Regions from separate parts of the Mus musculus genome. Here regions 1 and 2 are each linked to region 3. A link is a contact called in public ChIA-PET and promoter capture Hi-C data. All regions are on one chromosome and are shown on one strand. Each heading gives the region's core, a stretch centred on a gene start, on an enhancer-like site or on the middle of the called end of the contact. The rest is flanking DNA. Distances are from core to core; before and after follow the strand shown. Region 1 holds the start of Cyp4f39 (cytochrome P450, family 4, subfamily f, polypeptide 39). Region 2 holds the start of A530088E08Rik (RIKEN cDNA A530088E08 gene). Region 3 holds the start of Zfp472 (zinc finger protein 472).

Region 1 (3,204 bases), core at 445-2,944, 510 kb after region 3:
ACACTTGGACCCAAGCCACAGAAGGGATTCCATAGTGCCCTCTCCCTGGTAACCGTGCCACTTGAGGCAAGTGTCCACACCTCTCTGAGCCCCAGTTGCTTCAGACAGGAATCATATTTCTCCACCTCACAGAGATATGATGACATATAGAATATATATGAGCCATCAAGATGGCTCAGTGGGTAAAAGTACCTACTGCCAAGCTGGACAACCTGGGTTCAGTCCCTGACACCCACGTGCTTGAAGGAGAGAACAGACTGCTGAAAGCTGTTCTGTAGCTTTCACTCTTGTGCTGACATACACAAACACAGACACAGACGCACACAAATTAAAAGCAAAAGTAAACAAAGAAAGTGCTTACTCATTCTCAGGTAGGGCCACCTGATGCTGTCAACATGTCCATCCTTGCTACCTAGACATCTGGGACTTACAGAATAAAGTCCAAGGCTAGTTGAATAGGAGAGATGAGGTCTCATTCTCTGAATGTTTCCCAGGTCATCCAAGCCCCTCTGTGGTTACCAACTCTGGTCACCGCCAAGACATGAGCCCATAGCTAATGTTACCTTTCGGAAACCCAAGCTGGGCTCTACAGAGATGTCGAGGCCATCAGAAAGTGGCCCAGGATTTTGAGGTCAGCCAGGGTTTGTTTGTTCCAATCCCAGCTTGCCCTCTGAATGTCTGTAATCCCCTGCTCCAGCCCTCATCTCCCCCCACAATCAAATCAGGGTCTGGGCAGGGATCTCAGGGGGTTTCATCTTCAAGGCACTTAGATGTTACAGGCTCTTGCTGGAGTCAGCTTCAAGACAGAGAAATTGGGAGGTGGGAGGGGAGGGAAAGAAGGCTTAACTGTGGGGTAATGAATGCACAATGAACTGTGGAGGTATATTAACCAATAAAGGGACTCTTGCCTATGCGGGAGCCAAAGGCAGCCTCTTCCTCCTTATCTCTCACTTCAAGCCAGAGATTTCCCCAAGTAGTGAGCCACAACCCTTTTCAGAGACCAAGGTGGCCAGCCCATCAATAGTTCTAAACCAGTCTGGGCCAGGCCCCTGAAACACCAGACAGCACTTACAGGACAAATCTTTGACTAACTTTCGGGGCTCATAGACAAAGGTAGAGAGGCTGGACCACTGTTTTATTTGCAAAGAAGGGAACTTGGAGATGCTGACACTTCTGTGGATGAGCACAGCATTCCTGACTGCGGCTGGACCACAACCAAAAGACCCATCGGCAAGATGGACAGCTTCAAATATGCTGAAAAAAAAAAACTTGTGTCCCAGAAATACACGCCCAGCTCAGGCTTTCTCTTCAAGACAATAAATACATCAACGACTCAGGCAAACCCTATAAGGAGGTGTCCCAGAACAGAAATCTCTAGCCAAAAAGTGCCCCCTCTCTTTCTACAACCCGCACTCAAAAAGAAGCGACTCCCGGGACACCAGAGCGCGCTCAGGAAATAAAAATGAGCATAATCCCAGCAACCTTTGGGGATACAGCAACATCTTGCTCCTGGTCACTCAACCTCATCACTGGTCGTGGGGTCCTGAAATTAGCTGTGCCCACTGATGTTCGCCCCGCCCCGCCCCGCTAAGGCCACAGTCGCTGGACCCACACACTCACCCGGGTCTCAGCCTGCCGCTCTCGATCCAGATCCGCTTCTTTGACAGTGCAGTCTGACAGCCCCAACCCTTTAAACCTGCCGGGCTGAGCCCCAGCCCTTTACAAGCTTCGGGCTGAGCGCTGAGCCCCGCCTCACAACTCCGGGGCCACGCCCATACTGGCAACGCCCCTGCCCGGTTGCTTGCAAGTCTGGCCCCCAAGATGCAAACCTGAGACAAGGAGGCTGAGACAGACAGAGAAAGAGAGAGCTTAACAGACAAAGAGGGAGGCGTGAAAATGCAGACAACTAAGAGCCTGACCCTTCCGACTCCCTGGTCTTGACTCCTATCAGAGCCTCATTTCCACTCTGGGTCACTCATCTCCAATACCAGAACGGGTTCCCAAGCTTGCACAGGACTTCCTGCACCATCACCTCCGAGACTCTCACTGTTCCACAGGAGTATTCTTTGGGGCCTCTCAAGAGTTCTCAGACTCCATCAGCCCCAGGGCGGAGGGCTACTTGTTTTTCCTGGAGCCTGCCCTACCTGCCCTCCTGGGCCGGATTCTGCAGCTGTTCCTTCAGTCCAAACAATCCCCTCAATCCACTGTCCCAGGACTTGGAAGCAGAAAAATCACAAATTCCAGCCCAGCCTGGACTACTTAAGGAAACCATAGATAGATAGATAGATAGATAGATAGATAGATAGATAGATAGATAGATAGATAGATAGATTAGATGGATGGACGGACAGACAGATAGAGGAGAGATAGAGTAATGAAGAAAAGGGGCTCTGGAGAACTGGGTCAGAGATGTAAAACACTTGTTCACAGCTGCTTGTATGTAATTCCAGTTCCAGGAGATTGAAGGAGCCAGAGGCTCTGCATCCATGTGTATACATCTTCACACAGGTGGATACACTACACATAATCAAAAATGATAAAAAAACAAATCTTTAAATAAGAATAATAAAATTTTTCTAAGGAAAAACAAAAAGAGGCCACCAGAGTTCAAGGTAAAAGCAATCACCACCGAGCATGACTCCCTGAGTTCATCCCTAGGACTCGTGATGGAAGGAGAGAACCAACTCCCACAAGATGTCCCTGACCTCTACAGGCCCACCACAGACCACTGTGACCCACACACTACCTTAGTGAATACAGAAATGACAGCTCACAACCATCTCCAATGCCAGTTCTAAGGGACCCAACAACATCTTCTGACCTGGAGGGCACCAGGCATGCACATGATGCTCATACAAACATACAGACAAAACACTCATGTACACAAAATAATGTAAATAATGTAGCTTAAATATATACAGTTTAAATGAACAGATGCAAAAATACAAGATGAGGGGAGGGTCTCCAGAAGCATTAGACTATTCAGGTCCCACCTCAACCAAACCCACCCATTCATAGGCACTTGACCTTGCAGCAGGATATTGTCCTTGGCCAGCCCATCTGCTTCAGAAGTATCCAGTCAGACCCACCCTTGAATGTGAGACAGACCATATGGCAGGGCTGAGCAGGCTGGTGGGTGGCAGGCAACTGACTTGGGTCGGTGGGCAGAGAAAGAAGAGAACAAATTTAAGAAGGTCCACTTGG
Region 2 (2,904 bases), core at 22-2,521, 560 kb after region 3:
GAGGTGTGGCACAATGAGGGCTACAACTGTCACGAACATGCAATCTTTAGTTCTAACTTAACACTGGTTTGGGGAACGTCTAGCCAAGAGTCCAAGGCCAGCCTGGGCTACAACACATGCCGTGAGCTCAAGGCCCGGTCTGTATAATAAAAAATGAAAAGACGGCTAGGCATGTGGCTAAGTAATAGAGCATAGGCCTTGCACCCAGGCCCTAGGTTCCACTCCCAAGGTGGAGGGGCTGGTGAATGGCTCAGCGGGTAATGTCACTTGCCATGTACGATCCGGAGTTCCAGCCTCCAATCTCACACAAAGGTGGGAGAGAACTGACTCTACCTCCACATGGCTGTCCTTTGATCACCATATGAGCACTATAGCATCCACACACACACAAATAATAAATCCATTCCAATAAAATTGTGGCAGCTTCCCTACATAAGTGAGTCTTTCCACACTCCGGCCACCAGGAGACTTTAGGGGGCCTTGCTAGCCAGCATTTATCCAAGATGTTCCCATTTCACAGAAGGCAACTGAAGCTCAAAGAGAAGTATGTACTGCCTCCTAGACCTTCTCGTCAGAAGCCAGAACTGCCAACCTCTCTTCCACCCCGCCACCTCCGCATCCTGCCCCCATCATGCCCTCCCAGCCTGACTGTAAAGGGGGGGGGGCGGGGGAGACAAGACAGGGTCACGTGGAGCTAGGTTCTGAGGAAGGAAGCTAGGCACAGTACAGACGGCTGCTGGTTCTGGACTGGCCAGGAAATCAAGGTAAGGGAGGGTGTACGTGTGGCATCCTCAAGTATGTTCCTGGAGGCGAAGCTGAGAAGAGACCAGGGAAGATGAAGCCAGAATGTGGGCAGACAATGTTCAGAACCTTTTGGTCTCGCAGCAGAGACTCCTCCGCCATGGACCCACCGTTGCAGAGTGAAGAAGATTCCCAAACGCAGCCCTCGCTGCCCTCTCCGCTGACATCCTACCGCTGGCACACTGGAGGCAGTGGGGAAAAGGCTGCTGGAGGGTTCCGCTGGGGCCGCTTTGCAGGCTGGGGAAGGGCCCTGAGCCATCAGGAGCCCATGGTGAACAGCCAGCCAGCCCCCAGATCTCTGTTTCGTCGGGTCCTCTCTGCACCCCCTAAGGAGTCACGGTCCAATCGCCTCCGGTTTTCCAAGACCCTGTGGGGAAGGCACAAGAACGTGGCACCACTGGAACCCAAGCCAAATCCGAAGGCCCCAGGTACGCTCTCCCCCAATCCAGCTGGGGCTAGGCTGGGTGGCCGGAAGCCTGGGTGTTTGTCTGTCAATCTAGCATCAGCCCTCTAGACACAGGAAGTTGTGGGGAGTATGAAAGCCCAGCAGGAAGCGGCTGGGGCCCCTAGCAGCGCTCATCTCTCTTTCCCCCTAAACTGGGGCGAGGAAGACTGGCAGGACCCGTAGGCAGCTGGGGTTCAGCTGAGAAAGGAGCATTGAATGGATGCATGCACCTTAGTACTGTGAGGATGTCTAATTGTTCTTGGCACTGACGGTTGTTGTCTTCGGTATCCAGTAGACCAAGCCGTTGGCTACATGTGGATTTGAGCTGCCATATATACATAGCCTATGTCTTACTTTGTTTCCTTGAATGTGAAATTCCCCTTCTCTGCCTTAAAGACAACATTCATTCATTCATTCATTCATTCATTCAAGCAGATGTTCATTCAGTGTGTGTGTGTGTGTGTGTGTGTGTCCTTTATCACAACACGTGTTGAGGTCAGAGGACAACCTGCATTTATTTATTTATATTAGAAAGGAGCAAGCAAGCCATGGTTCCTGGAGTCAAAGGACAACTTTCAGGAGTCAGTTCTCTCCTTCAATTACGTGAGTCCTGGGGATCAAACTCAGACAGCCTTGGAGGCAAGCACCTTTATTTGCTGAGCCATCTTGCTGGGCCAAGCAGAAGTTTTTTGAGCATCGAATTGGTCCCTGAGTGAAGCACTAAGGAGAGATGTCAGCAAAGCAGATGACACTCCCTGCCCTGTGGAGTTCACGTTGTAGTGGGTGGGGGAGGAACAGTTACAAACCTGCTGCAAAATGAGAACTGGGAGACTAGTGGACACTAGGAAGATTAGAGACCAGGGCCTAGCATATACTAAGAGATCCAATTGTAGGAAAGAGTTAGGGCCTCGGATGTGGCTCGGTGATAGAGCACTTGCTTAACATGGGAGGGGTTGTGGGATTGTGGGTTTTACACCCACCACCAAGAAAAAAAGAAGAGTTGTATGTATCACCTCTAGTGGTAAAATCGGGTTGAAAATACACCTAAAAGGTTGGTTCCGGGCTGGAGAGATGGCTCAGTGGTTAAGAGCTCTGACTGCTCTTCTGAAGGTCATGAGTTCAAATCCCAGCAACCACATGGTGGCTCACAACCATCCATAATGAGATCTGATGCCCTCTTCTGGTGTGTCTGAAGACAGTTACAGTGTACTTACATATAATAAATAAATAAATCTTTAAAAAAAAGAAAGATTGGTTGAGCTGGCGTTTGCTGGAAGCTCATGGTTAGTTCAGCTCTTTTCCTGGAAAGTTTTGAAATGCCTTCCATTCATCAGGGTTAGGACTACTAAAATCCCAGCACTTGGAAGGCAGGAGCAGGAAGATGATCAGTCTTGAGTTCTAGGCCTGCGTAAGCCATGTAACAAGGCTTTATCTCAAAACAACTGAGGCTCTGGCGAGGTGACCGGCAAGTCAAAGCACCTGGTGGAAACCCTGAGCCCACATGGCCAAGGAGAGACTGACACCTAAGTGTTGCCCTTCCCCTTCCTGAACCCACACAAATAAATCAATAAAGTCAAGCTGTTCTCCGGCCTCCACTTGTGCCATGGCAAATGTGTGTGCACAAGCACAAACTAAATAAATGTCATAGAAACAGCTCA
Region 3 (3,256 bases), core at 327-2,826:
CACAATTTCTCAGCCTGGAGTTGTCACAGGAGCTGTCCACAGTGGCAGCACCTCCTCTCCAGCCTCCTGGAGCAGCTCCACAAGGATGGCCCATCAGCCCAGGCAACCTGAAGCCAGGAAGGACTTCCCATCTTAACCCATGGGCCCAATGCAGGGGAAAGGGTGAAAAAAACCCACCAATCCCTTAACAGGAAATCCCAAGCTCAGGACTTGAACTCACACCACACCTCAATCTGGAAATTTCTGTCCACTCTCTAAGAAATCCTATCCAAGTCCTGCCCTTTGTCCAATTCTCCCATGTCAGTCAGCTCTGGGAGCAGAGGGCAGCCATCCCTCTCCATTTTTCTCTCCAATAAGTCTCCTTTATAAGATCTACTGCCTGGAGTGGCTCTCATCAGAAGAAGCTAAGAAGAAAAGAAGCAAAGAAGAGAAGAGAAAGGGCAGCTGAAGCCTGTAAGCTCCTAAACTCCTCAGCTCAGCTGGGGATACCCTCCTCTGGGAACTGCTGAGGAGGCTTCCTCTCAGAGCTGTGTGGTTCCTGGGCTCCCGTGTTTGAGGATGTCCTCATTGGGACACCTTTTCCCTTCAGAGCTGTATGTATGGCTCCTGGGCTTCCAAGTCCCAGAATACCCTCCCATATGAGCAGAAACACACGTAGCACTGTGGAGGATCTAGAGTTCCAGACTAGTTTGGTCTACATAACTCTTTCCAGACCAGCCAATGGTACCCAGTGAAATCCCGTATAAACGGACAGAACAACACAATCCCTCCCTGCCCTGGGCTTTTTCACTGCTATCGAGACTTTCCTTTGGAAAAGGTCTCCAAAATCTAACCTTTACTTCAGAAATGATCAGCTTAATTAATCAGTACATACAAATAGGGAATTTTGCCTATCACAGCTAACAAATCCAGCTGTGAACTCAGGATGAGGGATGGAGATACAGGTCTACAGGTCTATGGTAAAGCGTTCGCTTAGCATGAGACCTGAGGTTCCATCCCTAGTACTTTAAAAAAGAAGCCGAGAGAGAGAGAGAGAGAGAGAGAGAGAGAGAGAGAGAGAGAGAGAGAGAGAGAACACACGAGCACGAGCCTCTCTTCAGGATGACCACAGTGTAAAACTAAAGCAGGGAACAAGGAAATGAAAAAGTGCAAAACAGTGCACACCACCCACGTGCCTTCACCGCAGTCTGGACGCGGCGTCACCAACTTGGCAGCTGCAATGTCAGCGGAGGCTCGGGTTCGCGGCGCAGGCTCGTCATGGGAGGACTAGAAACTAGGGACGAAGCAGCTTCACAGGGAAGGGACAGGACGGGACTCCGCTAACAGAGCATACAACTCAAGTGCACCCGGGTTGACGGCACTCCCAAAGTCCATCTCAAATTGCTGCACACGTCGGGGAGCCGGCGCCACCTTACAGCAAAGCCGTGGCAGTGTCAGAACCCTCCGCCCACCTTCCAAGAGTCCAGGGCACACTCACCATTTCCTGCTTCTGATGCATCCAGGCGTTCTTCCTACTGAGCGGCAGTCGGCAGAACAGGCACCGGGAAGCTCAAGCACAACTCTCCTCCCTCCAGCTACCCGGAACTCAAATATGGCGGCAAGGGAGCCACCCTCCACTATCCGTGCTTCTTATTGGATAGCTCAGGGGAGTAACAGTCACCCTGGTTCGTGAATTATTCCGGACCCAACTCCTTAGAACTGAGTTATCAGGTTCAGCAACGCTTACCACCGAAATGGGTCTGTAAGTACAGATTGCAACAACTGCCCTGTCCAAGCTCATACCTTTTCTCCGAAATAAATGTGATTTCATCCTGGAGGGTTATCACATTTCAGAACACCTTCCAGCCCGGGAGTGGTGGTGCACTTTTTAATACCAGTTCCACGCTAGCTTTGTCTACGTTATTGAGTTTCGAGTCAGCCAGAGCTATATAGTCAGAATTCTCCCGTCTACACCACACACAGGTCCAGGGCTTCTGAAAGATTTGTTAGTTTTATGTGTCTACGTGGATGAATCCGTGTGTGCGCGAGTGCTCACTGAGGCCGGAAGACGGCAGAAGTCCACTCGCTTTTCCATTGAGGCAGGGTTTGTTTGTTTGTTTGTTTGTTTGTTTCACTCATCACTTTACCTGGGGCTCGGGTTTCCTTGGCTAATAATGGAAGCCAGCTAGCCACAGCGATCCTCTTATTTGAGCCGTCCTCATAGATAGTGATTCAGAAATGTGCAGGGGATCTCTAACGTGAGTGCTGGAATCTGAACTCCAGTCCTAGGTGTTTATCATGCGCCCTTATCCACCAACTCTCCAGCCCCATTCACAGCCTCTTGGGCTCAGCGGGCTCTTCCTGGTATTTTTTTTTTCCGACATACAAATAGTGTCATAACGTCACTTTTGAATAAATCCTTTGCTCTTCAATCAGAGTAAGCTGGGAAAAGCCATGATAGCAAACCAAAACTGATTTCTGTTTAAATTCCTCTGTGAAATAACTTTGATTATGTTCACTCTGATTGGCTTTTTAAAAATCCCTCTGCCTTAATAAACATCCTTCTACTTTCATTTTGCCTACTTAGGCTCATCATATAAAAGCAAACATGTAATATCTGTTGATTTGAGCCTGGCTCATTTCCCTAACATGATGATCTCCAGTTCCGTGTTTTTTTTTTTTTTTTTTTTTTTGCAAACAACATTCTTTTGTGGATGAATAATACTTCACTTTCATAAATACCACATATATTCTATCCATTTGTTCCTCCACTGCTAGGCTCCTTGGGTGACTCCATCACTTGGATGCTCAATGCTGCAATAAATATGTGTGCAGGAATCTTAGTTACATGGTGACATTTACTCTCTTCGTGTATATCTAGAACGGTATAGCTGGATAAAATGACTTAATTTTTAGTTTGGGGTTTGATGTTAAATACCAAAGCTTGTGTGTTGAAGATATGGTCCGCGGATGCTGCTTGGAGGTGATGGAAACTTAGTGATTGGGGGGCTGCTGAGTGGAAGTAAAGTCCTGAAAGATGTGCCCTTGAAGCAAGTATTGGAACTCTAGCCCTTTCCTAAGCAACCAAGCATGAACATTTATCTATTTACTTCCCAGCCACCATGAGATGAGCAACTTGACTCCTTGGGCTTCCCACCATGATCCTCTGTTTTACCTCAGGCCTAAACCAAGGAGATCAGCTGACTGTGACCTAAAACCAAGAGCCAAAATAAGTTCCTCCTTATAAACTGTTTATCCAGGGTGTTTTGTTAAAGCC

The links. Promoter capture Hi-C pulls out the DNA fragments that hold promoters and counts their contacts. ChIA-PET counts read pairs in DNA pulled down with a chosen protein or histone mark.
Region 1: a contact with region 3 is called in a promoter capture Hi-C map of stem cell-derived epiblast-like cells, with 2.6 times the contacts expected there. The contact joins the promoter of Cyp4f39 here to the promoter of Zfp472 in region 3. A contact is called at or near these places in 4 of 39 promoter capture datasets (cranial neural crest, frontonasal cranial neural crest, hippocampal neurons and 1 more).
Region 2: an RNA polymerase II ChIA-PET map of memory CD8 T cells shows a contact between it and region 3, with 5 read pairs. The contact joins the promoter of A530088E08Rik here to the promoter of Zfp472 in region 3. A contact is called at or near these places in 14 of 39 promoter capture datasets (the 3T3-L1 cell line, 3T3-L1-derived adipocytes, embryonic stem cells and 9 more) and 2 of 115 datasets of contacts at active chromatin or transcription factors (bone marrow-derived macrophages and memory CD8 T cells).

The regions. Positions count from the first base shown.
Region 1 is chr17:32,451,213-32,454,416 of GRCm38.p6, reverse strand. Cyp4f39 (cytochrome P450, family 4, subfamily f, polypeptide 39) reads right to left here and starts at 1,694. Exons shown (of 14, transcript NM_177307.3): 1 at 1,621-1,694.
Region 2 is chr17:32,401,381-32,404,284 of GRCm38.p6, reverse strand. It overlaps A530088E08Rik (RIKEN cDNA A530088E08 gene), which reads right to left and starts at 1,271. Exons shown (of 1, transcript NR_029458.1): 1 at 1-1,271. It overlaps Rasal3 (RAS protein activator like 3), which reads left to right and starts at 704. Exons shown (of 18, transcript NM_001374604.1): 1 at 704-764; 2 at 886-1,229. The coding sequence starts at 902.
Region 3 is chr17:32,964,151-32,967,406 of GRCm38.p6, reverse strand. It overlaps Zfp472 (zinc finger protein 472), which reads right to left and starts at 1,576. Exons shown (of 4, transcript NM_153063.3): 1 at 1,478-1,576. The coding sequence starts at 1,498. It also overlaps the pseudogene Cyp4f41-ps.